Regions from separate parts of the Mus musculus genome. Here all the other regions are linked to region 1. The links are chromatin contacts, called in public HiCAR-type and HiChIP or PLAC-seq maps. All regions are on one chromosome and are shown on one strand. The core of a region is the stretch at or near the end of the contact, and the rest is flanking DNA. Distances in the headings are between cores, read along the strand shown.

Region 1 (5,520 bases), core at 1,646-4,145:
GCAGATCAGGGAGCTAGGTTGCTCTGAGCATTGTTGGGAGAGGGGTGTGTCCACAGGGAATGCAGATGGGGTGCTAGGTTGCCAGGTACATTGGTAGAAGAGGGATGTGAGTATACACTGAGCCAACTGGAGTCCCAAGTTGCTAAGCTATGTCTTATGTACTTCAGCACCATGAAAAGATAAAGAAACTGCAAATATTGACACAAGAGATAGAAAACATGACCCAACCATATGTTGTGTAAAAGAGACATGTTTCAGATTGAAGGACACAGAGGTTAAAACTGAAAGGATGAAAACAAAACAAAACAACAACAAAAAAAACAATACTTACATAACTGAGAACAGCCAGAGTGGTGTAGAAACTGAGAGGAGACAAACAACTGCTCCTCAGGGTAAAAGAGAGCATTCTCTAACAGGAGGCAAGCAAGAGGGGCGAGCCTGCTACCACAGAACACCAGAGGGCAAAGCAGGAAGATTGTAGGTCTAAAGGCATTGGTAATTGCAGCAAGGTTCTGTCTCAAGGATAGAGGGTGAGTGTGAGTGTGTGTGTCTCAATCAGTAACTCATAACAATCATAAACTTTAAAAAATTTTTGTAGTTATATTTATGTACAGAAAACTTAGTATACATTTAACCCATTTAGTGGTGAGTTCTTTAGCCTTCACCTTTTCCAGCTTGGCAATGCAAGTCACAGATCTAGGACCCAGGACGTAGCCTCCCCAGTGGCCACAGATCTCGACATATCTGTCATTATAATTGGTCCTAATAGCTTCCATCAGCTTAGCCAGACCACCCTTGTCTTCCGAGTTAACCTGTGTGAAGGCAACAGTGGTACACGTCTTCCTGTGGATCAGGCACTCCAGCCTGGCCTTTCACTTGATGATGCAATCCGCGCACCCCCCATCTTTCGACACAGGGCAGGCAGGAAAACCACCACTCAATGGGGTCTACGTCATGGGCAGTCACCACCAGCTGAGTCTTCTTGTTCTCCACCTAGGTGGTGACTGTATTGACCCCTGCTCAGAGGACAGGTAGTCTCTTAGTTGGGACGTCGCCTTTGCCAGCAGCTTTCTTCTCAGCACAGGCCAGTAGCCTTTGCTTCTTCTGCTGCATTGTCTCTGGCCTGTACTTGTGGGCAAGCTGTTTGCCTGTCCAGGGACTGGGTGAACTGGTTAATAGCAGGAGGTACTTTGAGCCACTTATAGAGGATGGCTCTTTACCATTGCAGCCTGATGTAGCAGGGCCATTTGACAAAGCGTGTTAGATCTCTTTTGGGCTAGATGTCCTGCCCAATGCTGAAGTTCTTGGGCCTTTTCTCAAACAAAGGATTGACCACCTTTTCACCTTTTTGGCCTCCTGTTTCTTGATGGTGGCAGGGGCCAGAGCCACCTTCTTCCCCTTGGCTTTCTTTCCTTTGGGCATCTTGCTCATCTGGTAGAGAGAGAGCAATCATAAACATTTTTTCCTCTTTTTTTTATTAGCTATTTCCTTTATTTACATTTCAAATGTTTTCCCCTTTCCTGGTTTCCCCTCTGAAAACCCCCTATCCCTTCCCCCTCGCCCTGCTCCCCAACCCACCCACTCCTGCTTCCTGGCCCTGGCACTTCTCTATACTGGGGCATAGAGCCTTCACAGGACCAAGGGCCTCTCTTCCCACTGATGACCGACAAGGCCATCCTCTGCTGCATATGTAGCTAATCATAAGCATTTTTGTACTGAACAATTGAGCCTCAAATGGACAGAATTGAAGGAAGCCATAAGGTGACTCAATAATCACAACTTGAGCCTTCAATACTTCACACTCAATAGAACAGCTAGGCAGGATCAACAAGGAGGCAGAGTTGAACTTTATAAACAAAGGAAACACTGCCCCAGCCCAGCCGCATTCATTTTCAAATGAACAACCATTCTCCAAGTTCACAAGACCATCTCAACTCAAGTTCTACGAGAGCTGGCTGCGTGGCCTCTTCAGAGATGAAGGTAAGAAGCTCTCTGTCTCAAGGCCAGCCTGGGAAACTTACTTAGACCCTGTGTCAATCACAGCTGTATCATGTTGATACAGCTCAGCAGTAGAGTGCTTGCCCAGCACGTATGAGAGCCTGGGTTTAATTCGCAGCAATGCATCCAAATAAATTACGCAAAGTACAATCGATCGATGGAATCAGCAGTCAATGACAGAAGGCTATCTGGACAAATCTGGACATTTTACACACACTGCTAAATAACAGAACATAAGGAACACAACTAACATACACACTCTTAAGATACTACTTGTTTTTTTCCAGAAAGGGTCTCACTCTGAAATCCTGGCTGACCTTGAACTCAATATATCTGCCTGCCTCTGTCTCCTAGTCCTGGGAGCAAAGGTATAGGATGCTTTACATCCAGCAGGGCTGTAGATTTTAACTTGCCTTTCTTAAAAGTTCTTAAAGGAAATGACTTTGTAACTGTCTACTTTTTAGAAACAACAGTTAAAGTGTCAACCACCAAGTCCTTTGAAATCCTTAAGAAATTTTAAATTTTACTTTTTCTCTTCTTTCTTCTTTCCTTCCTTTCTTTTTCTTTTTATGAGTTAGAGCCTCTCGGTGAGTTCAGGATGGCCTTGAACTTTGTAGTTAGAGCTGCTCAGCTTTCCAAGTAGGATTGCAAATATACACTGCCACACCCAGCTTAGATCGTCCAGAACAGTGAGCCGTCAGAGGCTCTTATATCCACACAGTGCTATTGGCTCTAGAATGCATGGATGACAGCCTGGGAGTGTCCTGACTGGTGGCTGCTGTTCCTCATCATTAGCAGTGATAAGAATAAAGGAAGGACAAAAGTAGGCTCAGGGACTCAGCCCACACTACACCCTATAAGTGGGCTCTGCTCCATCACTAGCCTCACAGAACAAAAGAACAGAGACAAAAGAGAAACCTGAACACCCTCCACAGCTGGACTGCCTCCGCCAGACAGCCACTGTGACTCCCAGGGGACCCAAAAAACATTTCTAGTGTGTTCTGTCCTTCTTGGGTGGCAGAGCTCCCAGGATCCAGGTCACGTTAAGTTCCAGAGCCTGAGCTGCACAAAGCAAAGATCCAGGCCTCCAGTGGGAGCCACTCTAAAGGAAGTTTCCACCCAGCAGGTGGCCAGCCTTTGCCTTCACCAGCCTACGTCATTATCTATAAAATTCATACTTGAGAATTGCACAATCGAGTTACAAAATAAATCAATAAATCACACTAACATCTCCTACTTTTAAGTAGGCTTCTCATGTGTGTTGGGCACATTCACAGTTCATGTTTACAGGAGACCTATGGGTTGTGGGTTGGACATACATGGTAGAGGGGGAAGGTATGGATTTGAATACAGCTTTGTCTTAAGAGGATACCTTGAGACCTGGCAGCGGTGGCACATGCCTTTCAACTCAGCACTCAGGAAGCAGAGGCAGGTGAATCTCTGAGTTCAAGGCCAGCCTGCCTGGTCTACTGAGGAAGTTCCAGGACAGCCAGGGCTACACAGAGATACCTTAGAGAGTGAGAAAGAGGGGGGAGGGAGGGAAGGGAAGGGGAAGGGGAAGGGGAAGGGGAAGGGGAAGGGGAAGGGGAAGGGGAGGGGAGGGAAGGGAAGGGAAGGGAAGGGAAGGGAGAGGGGAAGGGAAGGAAGAGGGGAAGGGAAGGGAGAGGGGGAGGGAAGGGAAGGGGGAAGGGAAGGGAAGGGAAGGGAAGGGAAGGGAAGGGAAGGGAAGGGAAGGGAAGGGAAGGGAAGGGAAGGGAAGGGAAGGGAAGGGAAGGAAAAGATGGAGGAAGACCATTCTGAAGTTGACATTCAGCTAGTTTTGAGAACCTTTGGTCCAAATGGCTTTTGAAAGAATAAAGCATTGTTCTTCAGTTTTGTAGCTGTGAGCTGGGCCTCACTGGGCCAAGAATATTAACATTTTCAGACAGCTGGTTAGCTGAGGCCTGAAGGTTCTGGAACAAATCATGGCTTCTCAGAGAGCAGAATTATTAGACCAATTTACCTTAAGCCAAGAAACTTAGATTCAATCTCTGAGCAAAGAAATAAACAGCATACCAATAATCAGAAGCTGATGGTGTCCCAAATGGGCCAGTCTGACCTCAGCTTACAGAGCCTGGAAATAAGCAATGGTGAGTACCCAGAGCGCAAATCATCTTAGACTCTCTTAGACCCATCAAAAAAAAATAGTGGTTTGCTTTTTTTTTAATCTTTGAAAAAATTATGAAATTATATGTCTATGATGCATGTGTGCAAGATTCGCTCACCCATGTTTGCACATGTGCTCAGAGGACAGAGATTAATGCCCAGTGTCTTCTAGCCCTCCCAGCCTTTCTACTTATTTATTTTTGAATCAAGGTCTCTCATCAAAGATAGAGCCTACAGTTGCAGCCAGACTGTCTGTCTGTCCTGGAACTCACTCTGTAGACCAGGCGGGTCTTGAACTCAGAGATTCACCTGCCTCTGCCTCCTGAGTGCCGAGTTGAAAAGTATGTGCCACTGCTGCCAGGTCTCAAGGTGTTCCCCTTAAGAAAGTTATATACAAATCCATACCTTTCCCTTCTACCAAGTATGTCCAACCCACACCCATAGGGCTCCTGCAAGCCAGGCCAACTGTGAATGTGTCCAACACACATGATAAGCCTTCTTAAAGTAGGAGACCTTAGTGTGATTTATTGGTTTGGTTTGTAACTCAATTGTGCAGTTCTCAAGCATGAACTGTATAGACGATGATGTTGGGTTGCAAGGTCAACGTGGAATCACATCATCTCTGCCCTGGGATTCCAGGCTCATGCCTCCAGATCCAGCTTCTACCTGGGTGCTAGGGATGCAAACTCAGTTTCCCCATGCTGGAACAGCAAATGCACTCCTCCTCCTGGGTCATCCCTACAGCCCCCTCCCATTTCCTTTTTTTTTTTTTTTTCCTCATTCTGTTTACCTCTAGCCTTTGCATCTGGCCTAACATTCTCATGACCATTAGGTAAACCTCTTGGAATGTATTGTTAAGCTTAGTTAATGTTTGGTATGGTCTGATGAAAAGCAGACCACTAGCCTCTAATGACCCTAAAGCTAAGATGCTAACTGATAACATCTGAAAGCCATAGGAAATGTCTGCTTGATGCGGCCTCCAAACCTAATGCCCCACCCCGCCCGCCAGTGCATTTGTTAAAAGTATTGATTTATGGTGCTGGAGGGATGGCTCAGAAGTTAAGAGCACTTGTTGCTCTTACAAAAGATCCATCTATAATCCCATTTCCAAAGGATACAATGCTCTCTTCTGACCTCCATAGGCACCAGGCACACATGTAGTACACATATACATAACTGCAAAACACTTGTGTGCATAAAAAGTAAATAAGCCAAAACTAAGTTTTTTTTTAATGTACTGGTTTGTGGCTTTCTTTTTACTTTGGCTAAAAATTCCATATAGCAGCTCCTACTTGAAGATAGTCTGACCTGAACCCATATTCCTGGGTCTTGGTCACTCCTATTTGGCTAAGGATAAACCATCTCTTATTTTATTTA
Region 2 (5,520 bases), core at 1,454-3,953, 190 kb after region 1:
TGCCTAAGTTTGGACAAACAACCAATGTGTACATATGCAGTTAAGTTTTTTGCAAAGACACTGCCTGGCCTGGGCATGATAATGAGGCTTTGGGAGTATAACCAATCAGATGTGAGACATGCAAATGAGGTATGATAATGAGGCTCTGTGAGGTACAGAGAGAGAGAGTAGCCAATCAGATGAGGAACATGCAAATGAGGCTTAGTGCATAACCAATCCGGGTGTGAGACACGCCTCTCCTAGGCCTATATAAGCAGCACCAGTTCTGGGCTCGGAGTCTCTTCACCTCTGCAATCAAGCTCTCCCAATAAACGTATGCAGAAGGATCCTGTTGCAGCATCAGCACTTGGGAGGCAGAGGCAGACAGATCTCTGAGCTCGAGGCCAGCCTGGTCTACAAAGTGAGTTCCAGAACAGCCAGGGCTACACAGAGAAACCCTGTCTTGAAAAACAAAAAACACAAAACAAAACAAAACAAAAAAAACAAAACAAAAAACTTTACTGCATATGTACACATTGGTTGTTTGTCCAAACTTATGCGTGGTGGCCAGCAGTAGTCAGTGCCACTCTGCAACGGCACATATACTCCCACATGGCTTCCCACATATACTCCCAGCCCTGCTCCCCAGGGACCACTGCTGCCCCAAGACGCACTCCTCCCTGGCTATTCTGCTCCAGTTGATCATGGAGCATCTGCACTCCTGAACATTATTGTGTGCATCCTGCTCTTCTCAGCTTCAATTTTCAGGATTTTTAATTGACCTCTCACAGTAGAAGAGGTTTTCTTTCATTATCCCACCCTCCAGGTTTTGATAAGACAAACCCTTTTGTGTTTGTTTGTTTTGTTTTTGTTGTTTGTTTGTTGAGACAGTCTCCCTATGTATTCCTGGCTATGCTAGAACTCACTATAGCAAGCAGAATGGCCTGGAACTCACAGAGATCTGTCTTCTTCTGCTTCCTGGATGTTTGAATTAAAGGTGTATACCACTATTCTGATAAAAGTGTGTTTGTTTGTTTGTTTCTGTGTATTACTGTTATCTCTGTGGTAAATCCATCACGAATGCTCCCTTAGGGTTTTCCTTGATCCTGTAAACTCTGCCCAGATGCTCCAAAGCCCTCTCCATTTGGTCCCACAGGTCTGATCCTGAAGGAGGCGAGCAGATCCAGAACCTCGCACGGCCATGACCTGGGTGATGCACAAGCTTCTCTTCCGGAAGTGTCCTGGTGTCCTTGTGTCTTTCCTTGTCCTTTCTCGTCCCAGAACTGAGGGTTTCGCAACTTCTACTTTTCTAAGATTTTTATATTTTATCTCCTGGTTTCTTTTTTGTTCATCTGCCTAGCATTCCTTAACTGTATGTTTCAACTTACTTTATTTTTTTGTAGTTTTGCTGTTATGTGCTAAGCTTCCCAACTTTTTGATCTGCGTCTTTCTATTTTTAGTGCATCTTCTATATTTTTGTAGATGTAAATTTCTCTTTTATCTCTCCTCAGTAAGATATTAATTATAGAATGATTTTTAAATACTATCTTTGAGATGAAAAGGTTCAGTGCACAAAAATGGAAATATTCTTAATACTACTGAGCTGCCCACTCACCAATAGTTATCATGGTAAAGTTCATGTTTTAGCTATACATTAAAAATGTCCAGTGGGCAGTGGTGGCACACATCTTTAATCCCAGTACTCAGGAGGTAGAGGCAGGTGGATCTCTGAGTTCAAGGCCAGCCTGGTCTACAAAGTGAGTTCCAGGAAAGCCAAGGTTATGCAGAGTCTCTCTCTCTCTCTCTCTCTCTCTCTCTCTGTCTCTCTCTGTCTCTGTCTGTCTGTCTCTCTCTCTCTCTCTCTCTCACACACACACACACACACACACACACACACACATATTCCTCTACACTTTCTGACCTCTATTTTCTGTTTGCTTTGGTCTTCTTGGGCTTTTTTGGGTCTCCCATGCTACCTTACTGCTCTACTCAGGGTTAAGAACTAGGTAGAAGGGTCTGGAAACTGCCCTAGCAATACTCTGGGGGTGGGGGTTGGGGATGTCCACTGTAGGATCTATACAGCATTCTCTGGAGCACTCTCTAATATTGGAAGATCTTTACCCTGGGTTTTGTCATCTCCTGTCCTGGAATATAAACCTTGCTGCCTGCTTGGCTTCCTGGAACAGAGAAAGAAAAGGCCTCACCTAAGAATCCACACAGTCCCTCTCCACAGCCATTCATCTCTGCCTGGATAGGGCTATTCCCCTCTTCCTTCACCTAGCTAGCAGGACTGACTGGTGTGGAGGCTGGGGGTAAGCAGAGTACTACACTCAGGAAGCCTAAGAGCTTCACATGGAATTTTCAGCCAGTCCTCCTGTTTGGGGACCAAGCTTCATCCATTGACCAAGCCCAGCTTAGTCAGCCAACAGGTTCTCCAGCGCAGGAGGGAGGATTGAAAAGAAAGAGACAATTAGAAAATGCTGCCGTGTGACCCTAGTCAAATCTGAGACTGAAGGCAATTTAATTTTCCCAATCTGCTTTTTATACCATTTTAATTACATGCAAGTATTAAGGGAGAGTAGTACAAAGAGGAATCAAGCAAGACAATAGTCAAGGAACAAGCAAGGCAATAAACACAAAGCCCCATGATCACTCAGTGATAGCTGTTTCTAAGGATGATCATGATATCTGAGCCTACTTCTTTGTTCTACCCTAAAGCCAGATTCTTACTTCCTTGTCCTTGGCCAAAGTCAGGTCCCTGCCCGACCTTCTTTGTCTTGCTCCATTGTCAGATTCTTGCCAAGCTTACTTCCTTGTCATGGCCAATGTCAGATTCCTGCCTGAAGCCCATTTCCTTGTCCTTGGCCAATGGCAGATTCCTGCCAAGTAGCTCCCCAAAAGGCTCTCCACATCTCCCCCCTTTTAATTATAAACAAGGCTGAGCCTGTCTTAGGTTGTTCTGACAAGAACGAGGCCCCAAATATTGAAAAAGACATTGCCTTTGAATCTTTTCTGGAGCAACAACTACTCCCCAAAATTTTAAAGCAAAGGTTTGCAGTAAAACTCCTTCAGGGGGATCAGCTAATAAAATATGATGAATATACACTGAAAGATTCAAAGTCCTAACTTCTTGAATTGAAGCAGAGACTTTTTTTTTTAACACAATGAAAGGATATTAGCCATTCCTTGAGGCAAAACTTTCCAATGATACTGGTTCATGGGCTCTTTAAAATTACAAGCAAACACACTAAATGCAAGCAACCTTTACAATCGTCAAGATGCAAAAGCATACAGGCCAATCTTCCAAATCCATAATAATTATATATGGAGTAGGCAGGCCAGATTGTAATGCCTCTACAAGTTTCGTAGTTTCATTAGCCTTTCGCAAACCCTGCAACAATTTCCACCTGCCAGATTTTTTTCTTAATTAAAAATATGTGCGAGTCAGAATCCTGAGCCTGTGCTTGACCTGCAAACTGCAGCCAATGGAGCACTGGCAGCTTAACCATAATTTTAAGTTTCTCTTGTAATACCAGAGCACAACCACAATTCTGGAAAGCAAAACCCAATTTTAACAGTGTAAACAATCCATTCTCTTTAAAATCAATACTAAAAGCATTACTTACATGTTACAAAGTTTTTAAGTGTCTCTACTTTTGAACTGCAGTTAGCGACCCTGGGTCATTCTGAGAGGGCAGCTCAGAGCAAGCAAGAACTTTGGAAAGCAAGACTCAACCTCCAACAAACCAGTCTCCAAAAACACCAGGTGAATCACCTCCATGCTACAAAGTTTGGCTGCCCGTTCCTGCACACGAATACAAGATGGTACAGCAGCCTCCAATGTCTCAAAGAGACACTGCCCTAAATCCAATCTTTTATAAGTCTGGTTTCTAGATAAGAATTATATAGAATATTACCCAATTTAAGGGTATCTTTTTTTGTTTGTTTGTTTAAAGATTTATTTATTTATTATATGTAAGTACACTGTAGCTGTCTTCAGACACTCCAGAAGAGGGCGTCAGATCATGTTACAGATGGTTGTGAGCCACCATGTGGTTGCTGGGATTTGAACTTCGGACCTTCGGAAGAGCAGTCCTGAGTGCTCTTACCCACTGAGCCATTTCACCAGCCCCTAAGGGTATCTTTAAAGACCTGTTTCCATGGGTTGGTTCAAGCCACATGTTATAGTTCTGAATTACTCCAACCCAGAGTTACCAGTTTTTTGTTTTTTGTATTGGTTTTTTGAGACAGTGTTTCTCTGTAGCCCTGGCTGTCCTGGAATTCACTTTGTAGACCAGGTTGGCCTCGAACTCAGAAAATCTGTCTGCCTCTGCCTCCCAAGTGCTGGGATTAAAGGCGTGCGCCACCACCGCCTGGCTCAACGAATGAGTTGCCAGTTTTAAGCCAACTTTCTGTTATCAATGTTACAAATTTTTAATCATACCCAATAATTTATAAGCCAATAATCTATAAGCAAGACGTGCAGAACATATTTATCCCTTTAAAGGCAGTCAGAAACAAAAAATGAAATGGCTGCATACATTTACTTATTTAAACCAGACAAAACTTAATTTTTCTAGCTGTAATTTCAAGAGAGGAGCACCTTGTCACTTGCTGGACCCAATAATCACAGTCACAGAGATTATTCTAGGAGAAACAGCCATCAGTTCCCTTATCGTAGAACTTGAGAAGCTGCTGGCCCCTTTAAGAGCAGCTTTTGCAGACAATCAGCTCCTGGCAGGGCTTCTCCAGCTGCACCAGACTCCTAACTACAGGTGCAGGGCTCAGAAGGCCAATTGAGAATGTTTTTAATTTATTTTTTTCATTTCCTCTTTTTCTTTCTTTCTTTTCTTTTCTTTTTTCTTTTTTTTAAACGAGTTAAAACTAAATCAAGGGCTGAACAACCAGCAGGTAAAGTTTTAACCATTTCTTCTTTTGAACATGAGACACAGAACAACAACCAACCAATCAAACAACAAAATGAAGACACAGACTTAACATTTAAAAAAAAAAGTCAGTTTTGATGCACATGGACAGAATTGGCATGCCAAGGGCAGACAACAGACAGAGAGAGAAGAGAATTAGACATCCTGAAGGGACCCAGATATCCTACCTAAGAGACCCAGAACCAAACATTCCTCCAGCAGGAGCCAGAGAGGAGGCAGGATGTCTTCCGACCTCCTTCTGTCCCTAGGAGAGCTCTGAAACAGCTTATGTTCATTTTCCTTCTCTTTCACCAAAGCATCCCCAGATAGTCGGACAGGACTACTTTTCTCAAACCCATTCTCTCATTTCTCAGGTGTAAACTATCTCTAGTCAGGGTCCAAAGACTAAAGTGTCTATGAGAATTACCTTCTTGTCTCTAGATGTTCGCATTGCTCTAAACACATACACAAAACACACTTTACCTTTACCTTGTCCTTCTACAAGGTTTATTCACCACTGGCCCAAATCTTCTTTACTTTCCTTTACACGTGCTTCTAATCCCCGTGGTGTCCATCACTGTACCCTGTCTACTGGAGCTCCCACATTGGGGCGCCA
Region 3 (5,520 bases), core at 1,391-3,890, 160 kb after region 1:
CTGACTCCAATAAACATAAAATAAATAAAAAAGAAAGACAGGCAGGGTAGAAAGCCTGTGTGCCTTCAGAATTTGGCTCAGACGTCATTCCCGGGGCTTCTGAACATTTCCACGGCAGACAAGTGGACAGAGGTTTGAGAAATGGGGTGGGGTGGGGTGCGGTAACAACCTGGTCTCTGCTGTGTTCCCCTGGAACTCAACCCTCTAGTGGATACCCCTGTAAGCCTATAGAATGGTGTAGCCTCTGAGTAGCATATATTAACAAATATTTTCAATGCAATGGCGGGCCTTATGACTCTCTTCATTGTTCACAGCCAAGACCATCAAAACCACAGCCTCTGAGAAAATGATGTATAATGCCCTGTTCCCTCCTCACCTGAAGAGCTGGGGCTCTCGGATGTGTTCAGGTCCCAGGGCCACACCCTGCACATACTCGTAGCACAGCCCGTTCTGAAAGGTACAGTAGAGTTTGGGGGCGCAGCCGTGTGCTCGCAGCAGTTGGAAGTTTCTGACCTCATTCTCCCGGTCCACCAGCAACTCCGTGCGCTCCCCATACACCCGGACCAACACGCAGTCCCGCATGTCCTCCTCCACATAGCAGGCCAATAGCTTGTTGGTGATGCCGTCTTTGAAGCGCTAGCATGGGGAGAGGACAGCCATGGGTGGGAGGGTGCGGCATGGTCCTCCGCTCTCTTCCCAGAGCTTCAGTCAAAACAGAATTCGTTCACTGGAATGCTGAACATAACCCCACGCCAGCTAGTACTAAACTGTGCCTTGGAATAAAGGGACACTCATGGTGGTGGATGGGAAGGAGCAGCCACACTGAGTCCAGGCACACTCACTCAGCCTAGCTGCGCGTCCAGGCCATGCTATCTAGCACAGTGGCCACGTCTGCACTAGGCGCTGGAGAGAGGCCCTCCCCTCCTTTCTCCATCCTGGCCCTGAAAGAACCCCACTGCAGGCAAGAATGTAGCCAGGGAGGGCTAGAAATTGCCCAGACAGACACCCTGATCAGCTGCCTCTCATTAAGGCAGGCAAGGGCTCTCAGAGCTGTATCTCCTGCTCTATCCAGTGGCAGAGAGACAAGGAGGGTACTGAAGTTGGCACTCTTCCCAGGGCTTTGGTGGCCAGAGGTCCTTGAATCTCTGAATTCCACACCAGGAGGAACAGGAGACAATATGAGTGGGAGCCCAGACTCTCTGGGCAGGGTGATAAGGAGGGAGGAACCCTGAACTAAAGGTTTATGGGCGCTATGGGGCAGAGCTGGATGGGACTTCAGGGGACCCACCCCTTCTAGGTGAGACGACAGGCCTAGTGGGGGTCCAGATTAGCATCTGGTATGCAGTGCTGGGTTTAATCTCAAATATGGCTTGATGCCTTCACTGTCTGTTCCTGACCAGGTCTTCTGAAAATGTTACCACATTCAGCCCAGATTCTCCTTAGAGCTGCCCCTTCCATACTCAGAAGGCCAATGACATGGGGCCCGAACCCTCCAAAGCAGGCTGTCAGGGGTGTAGGGCTGGGTAGGTTTTTAAGAGAATGCAGGACAGCGAGGGAGGGAGTAAGCTAGGGGCTCGCAGTGGGCAGTTCTGCCCACAGGTGTGTGTGTGGGACAAAGTATTCAGCTGAGGTGGGAAGAAAATGGAGTGGGGGTCAAAAGGGGCGTTGCTCAGAGCTAGCCTGAGGCCACGTGAAGAAGGTCTCAGGGCTTAGCTGGAATTCTGAATTGCACAGGGCTGGCTCCTGGGGCCACAAGGAATGCTCAGATCCCCGAGGCTTGGATCTCAAGTTAGGGCGAAGGAACAGCATGGGTGTAGGGGGAGGTTTCCTTAAAAGTTCGTGCTTCCTCGGGTTGTCAGAGTGGCTGGGTAGCACTTCTGAGCAACTAGGGGACAAGCACGCAGCGACAGGGGGTGGGGCTGCACGCGCAGCACGCTGACAGTGGGCAGGTGGACCTCCGGCGGCAGGAGCAGGCGAATGGGGAGGGTCCAGGGAAGCGTGAGCCCAGCTTTGCATAGGGATCAAAGAGAAATGGAGAGTTACACACATATTCAAACCACGGTCCAAAACATCTCCTGCGCAACAGCCGCAAAACCCTGGAACCCGCACTTGGAGGATGCACTGACGGGCGTCCACGCAGCCCCTCTGCAGCCCGGCAGCGCCCCATCCCCGGCCTCACGCCCTCTCGGCTACCTTGGTCCGAACTTGTTCGGGCTTCCAGTGCGGCCGCAGCTCCCGAATGAGGCGCAGGGCACCGGGGAGGATGTCGTCCTGTTCCACCGTGACGCTGAAGCATGGGACGGCGGCCCTCGGGGGCCCTGGAGGCTCCCAGCAGCCGGCGCTGGCCACCGCCTTCTCCTCCATGCTCCATGAGCACTGCGGGCAAGGCTCCTGCCTCCGCAGGTAAAAGGGCGAGCACGGCACTGGAGCTGAAGGGGGCACAGCCATTCCCAGCAGCCCCACCCCCTCGGAGCCGCCGCGCCCGCGTTAGCCCCTACGGGGGGGCCCTGAGAGAGAGTGGGAGTGGTCGAGGAGGGGCCAGGGGAAGTCCATGACTCATGAGCGAGCTGCCTGTTCCAATCTCCGGCGATGCAACCGAGCAACACAGCTGGCCGGGAATCGCCAAGGTCCGCCGCGACAGTGACATCATGGGTCGCAGTAACGCCCCTTGCCCGCCCCGCCCCCGCCTCCGGGCGAGTGCAGCCCGCCATCTCCCGTTGCTGGCTCCACCGCTACCTGGAGCTCTGGGTGGGGGATGCCCCGCCTTAATGACGCAAAGGGCGGAGCCTCCCCAGGCCCCGCCCCAGATCCCTGCTCCAGTATCCTAGTACTGGTTGACCAGTTTCCCACTGGAGCCCACAGCTAAAGAGCTCTTTTCCGGGTAGTCTAGGGTAAGGGGCTGGGGCTAAGGAGGGAAGAGCTTGTCTTTGTCCCAACCTCATCCTGGAACGTGGAGATCGGATGCTCCTATAGTGTGGGCTTCGGCTTGCCATTAAATCTCTTGGGAAAGGTTGGGCTGCGTTTCTAAGGCCTTCTAGGCATCATTCAGCACCACACACACACACACACACACACACACACACCTTCGATGGAGAACAGCATGGTGATGGTTCAGGGTGAGTGTCCCATAGGCAGACTGGACTCTGATAGAATGTTCCAGGGTACTTTTATGAGTGTACAAGCACATTGTAAGCCAGGACTTTGAGCAAGACTGAGTTTGGCTCACTAAATAATCCTTAAGCCTTCCTCCCTGTCCTGCAAGGCTGACTGGGCATAGATAGTGGTCGCACAGGTGCCCGGAGCTCAGTGTTTTGTTGAGCAAAGAGGTGATCAAAGGCCATAGTACAACCTAGGGATCTATGTGTATGTAGCATGACAAGGGGAAGGGATAAGTCCCCTGGCAGACTTACTGTACAGAGAAGACACATGGAAAGAGGCCAGGCCAGCCCTTGGAAAGCCCGTCCCTTAGTCATATATTCCCCTGGTCACTTCCAGAGTGAGACCAGTTAGCTGCCAGCTCTCTAGCATAGAGAGACCTGGGCTTGCCTTGGGACCTCATTTCTTATCACCTCATACTGCCCTACTTGAAAAATGCCTACAAAATAGATGTGTTTCTGTGTCCCCAAGGTTGTCCCTCCGACCTACTCAGGAACATCTCCACCACGAGGCCTTTTGGTTCTTGCTGCTTTGCACCCAGGTCTTCTGGTCCAGTTTCTGTGCTGGTGCCTCTTGCAGGGGCCACTAGCCTCACGTGGCTACTCAGCCCTTGAAATGTGGCCAGTGTGACATTTTGTGTAACTTTAATCTTTATACGCATACAAACAACAGCATGCAGCCACTGTACTGGACATTGTAGCAGATGGTAGGGAGGGACCACCTACTTGAGGTCATGATGTCCCAGGATGCCAGAACTGGAAAGGACATTGCCTCCAGCTCTTTCTTTTGCAATAGGCAAAGCAAACCTTGCGGCACAAGGGAACACAATCAGTGGGAGTCCAGACTCGCTTTCTCAGCTCTGTGCCAGCACCCTGAAAGCAGCTCCCGCTATACAAATATCACCTCAGAGAAGCCCTGGGTCCTTAACCTTAGGAGAGTGAAATCCTACAGATACCAAGCGCTTGGTTGGGACACTCAGTACCTTGCTTTTGGGGGAGGAGGGGTCAAAGAGGGATGAGGGAATACAGGTTGATGCCTGCTTTCTTATCCCCTAAGCTATACACTCTTCATGGGCAGTCTGAGGGGTGAGTGGAAAAAGAGTCCTCTACCAGCCCATTGTGGGTGGTGCCTCCCCTGGGCTGGTGGTCCTGGGTTCTGTAAGAAAGCAGGCTGAACAAAACCTGTGGAGCTTAGGCCTGGAGGTGGAAGACAGCCCGTGTGTGCACCTGACCCAAAGCAAGGTGTTTGGAGCTCTGTCCCTGTGCCAGCACTGCGCATGTGGGACTGAGGTGAGAGCCCCGCCCCCAGGGGCTGTGTCATTTGGGTTGGATTCTCTCGGATAGTTTTTCAGGTTCCTTCTCCGCTTGATTCTTCACCGAGTGATCTTGGGCAAATTAGCCTTTTTATGTGTTTTTCTATGTGTGTGAGGTAGGATTATTGGATGTCTGACATTCCATGTTCTTGCACAGTGACGACTTAGATTGCCTCTGTAGATGGTCACATGGGGCAGGGGCACGGAGTGTGCAGAGCATGCTGACAGAGGTTTTCCAGGGAATTCCATATAGGGTTGGGTTGTTCAGCAGCACGGGGCCTGGGATGAAACACCACGATCAAACACCTTGGGGAGGAAAGGGTCTATTTGACTTATACTTCCACACCACAGTTCATCATCAAAGGAAGTCAAGACAGGAACTCAAGCAGTAGGACAGGAACCTGTAGGCAGGAGCTAATGTAGAGGCCGTGGAGGGGTGCTGCTTACTGGCTTGCTCCTTGTGGCTTGTTCAGCCTGCTTTCTTACAGAACCTGGTCCGTCACCACGCACAATTGGCTTATCAATCATTAATTAGGGAAATGGTCTCTAGGCTTGACTGCAGCTCCATCTTCTGGAGGCATTTTCATACCTGAGGTGCCCTCCTCTCAGATGACTTTAGTTTGTGTCGCGTTGACATTAAACTAGTGAATATACTCACCTGCCATAGCCCTAAGGCTTTTCCCCCAGAGTGGTACGAAAAAAATTTATGTGAATCTGGTTGACAGTAGACAGAAGCTACCAACCTTACACACAGAAACATTTGTGTGTGGAGGCGGTGTCTATTTTGTCACATTCTTCCTCTAATCTATTTCTCACTGTCTCTCTGTCCATCTCTGTCTCTTTGTCTGAATGTCCATCTGTGTGTTTTTTGTCTCTCTCTCTCTCTCTCTCTCTCTCTCTCTCTCTCTCTCTGTGTGTGTGTGTGTGTGTGTGTGTGTGTGTGTAGGCTAAAGGACAACTTCAATGGTCATTCCTATGGTATCAAACTCCAGGGATCTGCTTGTCTCTACATGTCTCAACATCCTGGATTGAAACACTCGCCATCTGGCTTT
Region 4 (5,520 bases), core at 1,766-4,265, 140 kb after region 1:
GGGTTCACAGATGTGATATGGTAGACAGAACCATTGGAAAACTGTTCCCACTCTGTACCCTGTGTGTACTCACCCCCCCCCCCAGGTCCTGGGCTGACCCCCCAGCTGGACAGCTCTTTGGTGCCCAGGGACTTACAGTGGGTTTCTTTGCCTTCAGCAGGTTAACATGCCTTACGTCATGATCCCAGCCTTCCCCCCAAGCCACCAGCCTTTGCCTGTCACTCCTGACTCCCAGCTGGCTTTACCTATTCAGCCCATTCCCTGCAAGCCAGGTGAGTGGGGCGGGCGGGAGGCCACAGAGGCAGCTTCCTTGACTTGAGGGAAGGAGTCCGGGGCCACAGTTTGGGATCTGCCCAGTGGAAGAACAAGTCCTTTCTGAACTTAGTCAGGAGAATGAAAAGGAAGAGTGTGCCGCCAAGCTCTCAGGAGACTCAGAAGGCTCTCTGAGGAGGTGGCGCTTGATGGTTGGGTCCTGGAGAAGGGTGATAGGATCCGTGAGGGAGAAACTGGAACTGAGGTGCGAGGCTCAGCGGGAAGGGCTTGCGTGTGAGCGGTGTGAGAGCGACAGGGATCCGGGAGGAGGCTGTGGAGGATTGGAAGGGAGTGCCTTGGAACACTTGAGCAGGGAGTGTGTTCTCTCTGGCGGCGGGGGATGGGAATGAAGGTGACAGATGGAAGGATCGCAGTGAGTTCTGGTGACAGTGCCCACAGACAGAGTTGGGACAGGGCGGACATGCTGCCTGTAAATGCCACACAGGATAAGTAGCAGTGAAAACAACTCGTAATCTACCCTCCCTGTTCCACGTGACCGAGACAGTACAGGCTCCCAGCCACAGAGCCAACCAGGCTTGCTAGCCTGAGTTCATCATCCTCAAATATCCTCCATCTTACTACCCCAACTCCACCCTGGCTGAAACTGAGTGTCCTCCTCTGAGCCCTTATCACTACCTGCTGTGCTGCTAGTGATTGATACACAGTCTTATCTCTGCTGCTTTCCTTCTTGATTCTAAGCCCAGTGAGGTAAAGTAGATAGGAGGGAGAGAACTGTCTAGGCCAAGGGATGGGTTATGGAGTCTAGACCTGGGTTCAAATCCTGCCGCCGCCGCCATTTAATTTGTTTGTGGACAGCCCGCTGAATTTACAAGGTCTGTTTCCTTACCTGTTAGGTTGTATAGAGAGCCCTGACTAATACACCTGTAAGATGAGGCTGTTGCTTTGAGTAACCCTTACGTACCATACATTTTATCTTAGAGGGGAAGCACACGCAGTAGCTTTGCCCCCTACACACAGCAGGGACAAGACCCGAGGGTGCCGTCCCTTGTGTGTGCATGGGGAGCTCTTTAGAGTGGGTTGGAAAGGGCAGGCAAGGCCATCAGCCTGCAGGGGCCATATGGGAAGAGGGATAGATGGTTCCCTGCACTACCTTAGCCTGACAACAACAGGAAAGGTTGGACCAGCTCTACACTCTGCCCTGTGGTCCTGGGGCCTGTCACTTGGTGCCTGCTATTCTGGGCTCACCTGGGACTTTGTCCCTTGCCGCTTTTCTTTCCCCAGTGGAATACCCACTGCAGCTGCTGCACAGCCCGCCTGCCCCTGTGGTGAAGAGGTCGGGGGTGGCCGCCCACCACCCCCTGCAGGTACTCCTTTGCCTACCTTTGCTGCCTGGGAGCCCCTCCCTTGCGGAGCCAATGTCCCTCTTTGCTCTTGGCTCACTCGCCTTGAGTCCTGTCTGTCCTGTGATGGGGTGGTCCTCCTTGGGTGTTTCTCATTCTCTGTCTTTTTGGGTCGGCAGGAGCCCCCACAACCACTGAACCTCACAGCCAAGCCCAAGGTACCTGAGCTGCCCAACACCTCCAGCTCTCCCAGCCTGAAGATGAACAGTTGTGGGCCTCGCCCCGCCAGCCATGGGGCTCCCACAAGGGACCTGCAATCCAGCCCCCCCAGCCTGCCTCTGGGTAAGCCTTTTCATCTGCTCTCACCTTAGACGACAGTGAGTCGTCTCACCTTAGACAGTTGAGCCAGACGCCACCTTGGGCACGGTCCTTCCCTTTCTCCGTTCTAGTTTGGGGTTTTTAAACAGTTCTAAGGTACTCCCATCACCGAGCTCCACCCCAGCCTCTGCTTTCTTAAAGCCGGGGATGAGGCTTGCTCTGAGGACGCCTCCTTCCATGGCGCCTTTGTTCTCCAGGATCAGATTAGACAGCATGGGGTCAGGCCACTGAGCTGCGCATCTGAGAGAGTTGCCTCATTCCCGACCCTTGGCACCCTGCAGCAGGCAGTCCTCAGGGAGGTGTGGGGATGGGCAGGGAGTGTACTGCCACAAGGAGACCCTTAGGTGTGACGTGGCAGGAAGCATAAATATGTGGGCTGCTCCTGGGACAAAGCCCTCGGGTCCCTGCCCTTCACTTTGTTCCCTCTCCAAACAGGCTTCCTCGGTGAAGGGGACGCCGTCACCAAAGCCATCCAGGATGCCCGGCAGCTGCTGCACAGCCACAGTGGGGCTTTGGAAAACTCCCCCAATACCCCATTCCGGAAGGTATGGGCCAATCTTCCTCTGCCCAGAGGACAGGAAGATGAAGACAGGATGACAGAGGAAGTACTCATGCCCACATTGTCTCTGTCACCTGCAGGACCTCATCAGCCTGGACTCCTCCCCGGCCAAGGAGCGGCTGGAGGAGAGCTGTGTGCATCCCCTGGAGGAAGCCATGCTGAGCTGTGACATGGATGGTGAGAGCTCTGGCGCTGGGCGCCACTTAACTCCACTAGGGCTGTGTCCGTCCCTGATTCCTTCCTCCCTCCTTTCTTGGGTCCTTCCTGGCATGTGTCTCCATTGTTCCCTGGTGTCTCTATCCGTGGGTCGTCTTCTGGTATCTTGTAACAACTCTGTGGAGCCCTGCTTCTCTGGATCTTTGCTGTGCCTGTTCTCTGGCCGTGGTGGGCCTCTGCTTACCGCTGGCCTTCGCTTCCCTCCTCATCCTCTACTTCCTGCCTTGCTAGGCCTGAGCTGACTTCTCTATGAGCCTCATCAGTGCCTCCTGGTGGCCATGCAAGGGATATCTCTGCCAGCCCCAAAGCTGTTGCCTGCCTGACTCTTACCTACCCATCCTCCAGGCTCCCGTCATTTTTCCGAGTCTCGGAACAGCAGCCACATCAAGAGACCCATGAATGCCTTCATGGTGTGGGCCAAGGATGAACGGAGGAAAATTCTCCAGGCCTTCCCAGACATGCATAACTCCAGCATCAGCAAGATCCTTGGTAAGGGCCAGGGCGTGGGTCCTCTGCAGCTCAGGGTGTTGAGCCCAGGGGACATAGCTCAGTAGGACTGGGTCTGTTTGGAGTTTTCATGCCTTATTGAATCCTGGTAGAATCTTACCAGGTGTAGCAGTTGAGATGTTCTTGGCAGCTGGATCCTAGGACCTTGTACCAGCGCAGGGCTCTTTTGGTTGTCCCTCCCCTTGGGATTTTGTGTATTCTTTACCACCTCCAAACACCCGGTGCCTCTTATGGCCTGTGCTTTGGCAGAAAATAGAGACTAGCATTGTGGACCATTGGTATAGAGACTTTGTGTCAGAGGCTGAGGAGCGGGCAGGGCCGACAAGTCTGAATAAGGGTGGTGTTTTCATGGCTGAGTCCCCTCCAGTAACTGCGCGGGTTTCTTGTCTGGAACACCAGGGTTGTTTTCGGCTTTCCCATGTCTACCCTGGCCCATGCTCTACCACTGAGCTACACCCCAGATTCACATCGGATACTTGATGGCTTGGAGTGGCTGCTCTTTCGTGAATGCCTTTGGGGCGGAGACCTCTCAGGGGTGCCGAGTTGTTTGACATGAGAATGGTACAGACTCCCCGTCATTGCCAGCCTCATCTCTTCCTGGCCCAGCATCCAGGGAGCATCCACACTTGGCCAGGCCCTTGATGAGTGCTTATGCCTTATCATTTTTGATCCCAATTGAAGACCAGGGTCCAATCAGGACTTCTAGCTAGGGCTTGGAACCTGGTGGGGTACCACGAGAGTCTGGCCCTTAGTTTTTGCCTGGTATTGGATCAGGTTCTCGCTGGAAGTCCATGACCAACCAGGAGAAACAGCCGTACTACGAGGAGCAGGCCCGTCTGAGCCGGCAGCACCTGGAGAAATACCCTGACTATAAGTACAAGCCAAGGCCTAAGCGTACCTGTGTCGTGGAGGGCCGGCGGCTGCGAGTGGGCGAGTACAAGGCCTTGATGAGGACACGGCGCCAGGGTGCTCGCCAAAGCTACACCATCCCGTGAGCAGGCCCTCCCTGGTGGCCAGAGGCGGCTTGTGGCTGCTGTGAGAGACTGGGGTTGTGTGTGTGTCTGGTCTTTGTGTGAGGCAGGCAGAGCAGCCAGCAAGGATCTGGGAGCAGAGTTGTGTGCCATCTGCCTGTGTGTGACCCCTGATGGATAATGACTGTGTGCGAGACTGGTGACTGGGAGTTGGGTATAAGACCTAAACTGGGGCACCTGCAGCCTGACAAACGCAGGGCAAATTGAGAACACCACAGGTATTCATCCCGTAGGAAGGCCCCTTATTTGACCATGACAGGCACTAGGGTAGAGTTCTGTGGTCAATGACACTAAAACAAAATAATATTCACGTGCCACCGTCCAACATACCCTCGACTCTGAGCTTTCGAGCTATAGCTGGCAGTGAATTTGGCCATCAGGAAGCACACGCAAGGGCCAGAGTATGCCGGTTACCCAGCCTGCAGGGAGGGCTGGAAGGGCTGGGAGGGCACATGGGTACATCTGTAATTGCGAATTTTCTCTGCCTCTCAGCCCGCAGGCTGGCCAGGCACAGGTGAGCTCAGATATCCTGTTCCCTCGGGCAGCGGGCTTGCCCCTGGCACGTCCACTGGTGGAGCACTATGACCCCCAGGGCCTGGACCCCAACATGCCTGTCATCATCAATACCTGCAGTCTCCGGGAGGAAGGGGAGGGCACAGATGACAGGCACTCGGTGGCCGATGGAGAGATGTACCGGTACAGCGAGGACGAGGACTCAGAGGGTGACGAGAAGAGTGATGAGGAGCTGGTGGTACTCACAGACTGATCCCCAGCTCGCTGGGCCCGGCCCGTCACCGCTGGGGGAAAGACCTTGTTCCCATCCGGACAGGCACAGCCAGCCTTCCTGAACTATCTTGGTACTTGGACTTGGGTGTGGCCAGGTGATGGGTGAAACTGCACTTGTAGATACATTCCCAAGATGGGGGTCCTCCTCTTCATCACACCTCTGGGCCCATCGGAGGAGCCAATGGCCTGGCTGGGTGGGAGTCATGTGGCCGTGGTGGACAAAGCTTGCTGAGGGTTTTAGCCCTTGGGGACAATGGCCAGGGACCACTGGATGTACTTCCTCCTGTCTGCCCACCCACTCAAGGGGATGACAGGGACACACCTGCCCCCCTGAGGTCACATGCTTTGTTTCCATTTCTTCTTGGTCCAGACCAGCCATTGTGGGACAACACACCTGCCCTACAAGCTCCCAGGTCACCCCTCTGCCACC

Evidence for each region. HiCAR-type assays count read pairs that join an accessible place to other places. HiChIP or PLAC-seq counts read pairs in DNA pulled down with a chosen protein or histone mark.
Region 2: a contact with region 1 is called in an H3K27ac HiChIP or PLAC-seq map of embryonic stem cells, with 6 read pairs. The contact joins two enhancer-like sites. A contact is called at or near these places in 3 of 39 promoter capture datasets (cranial neural crest, embryonic stem cells and liver), 2 of 115 datasets of contacts at active chromatin or transcription factors (both in embryonic stem cells) and 1 of 9 other capture datasets (adipose tissue).
Region 3: a HiCAR-type map of embryonic stem cells shows a contact between it and region 1, with 4 times the contacts expected there. The contact joins the promoter of Etnk2 here to the enhancer-like site in region 1. A contact is called at or near these places in 4 of 39 promoter capture datasets (cranial neural crest, embryonic stem cells and liver), 2 of 484 Hi-C or Micro-C datasets (embryonic stem cells and nephron progenitors) and 7 of 115 datasets of contacts at active chromatin or transcription factors (embryonic stem cells and pancreatic cancer cells).
Region 4: a contact with region 1 is called in an H3K27ac HiChIP or PLAC-seq map of embryonic stem cells, with 4 times the contacts expected there. The contact joins two enhancer-like sites. A contact is called at or near these places in 2 of 15 datasets of contacts at CTCF or cohesin (both in embryonic stem cells), 15 of 484 Hi-C or Micro-C datasets (colorectal tumor organoids, embryonic stem cells, stem cell-derived neural progenitor cells and 1 more), 8 of 115 datasets of contacts at active chromatin or transcription factors (the HPC-7 cell line, embryonic stem cells and fibro-adipogenic progenitors) and 3 of 9 other capture datasets (adipose tissue, embryonic stem cells and liver).

Annotation. Positions count from the first base shown.
Region 1 is chr1:133,525,381-133,530,900 of GRCm38.p6, reverse strand. It overlaps the pseudogene Gm8596. Among named protein-coding and RNA genes, the nearest start is that of Snrpe, 82 kb to the left of the region's middle. Within about 2 kb of position 2,895, at least 16 of the 459 cell types and tissues checked have an H3K27ac peak or open chromatin away from gene starts, as enhancers often do. A contact at or near this core is called in embryonic stem cells and pancreatic cancer cells, where this site is marked.
Region 2 is chr1:133,337,749-133,343,268 of GRCm38.p6, reverse strand. No RefSeq gene overlaps it. Among named protein-coding and RNA genes, the nearest start is that of Ren1, 10 kb to the left of the region's middle. Within about 2 kb of position 2,703, at least 5 of the 459 cell types and tissues checked have an H3K27ac peak or open chromatin away from gene starts, as enhancers often do. A contact at or near this core is called in embryonic stem cells, where this site is marked.
Region 3 is chr1:133,360,692-133,366,211 of GRCm38.p6, reverse strand. It overlaps Etnk2 (ethanolamine kinase 2), which reads right to left and starts at 2,640. Exons shown (of 8, transcript NM_175443.5): 1 at 2,194-2,640; 2 at 377-636. The coding sequence starts at 2,448.
Region 4 is chr1:133,383,201-133,388,720 of GRCm38.p6, reverse strand. Sox13 (SRY (sex determining region Y)-box 13) reads left to right here. Exons shown (of 14, transcript NM_011439.2): 7 at 158-272; 8 at 1,555-1,637; 9 at 1,793-1,955; 10 at 2,427-2,536; 11 at 2,631-2,727; 12 at 3,112-3,255; 13 at 4,048-4,264; 14 at 4,797-5,520. The coding sequence ends at 5,070. Among named protein-coding and RNA genes, the nearest start is that of Etnk2, 22 kb to the right of the region's middle. Within about 2 kb of position 3,015, at least 63 of the 459 cell types and tissues checked have an H3K27ac peak or open chromatin away from gene starts, as enhancers often do. A contact at or near this core is called in embryonic stem cells, where this site is marked.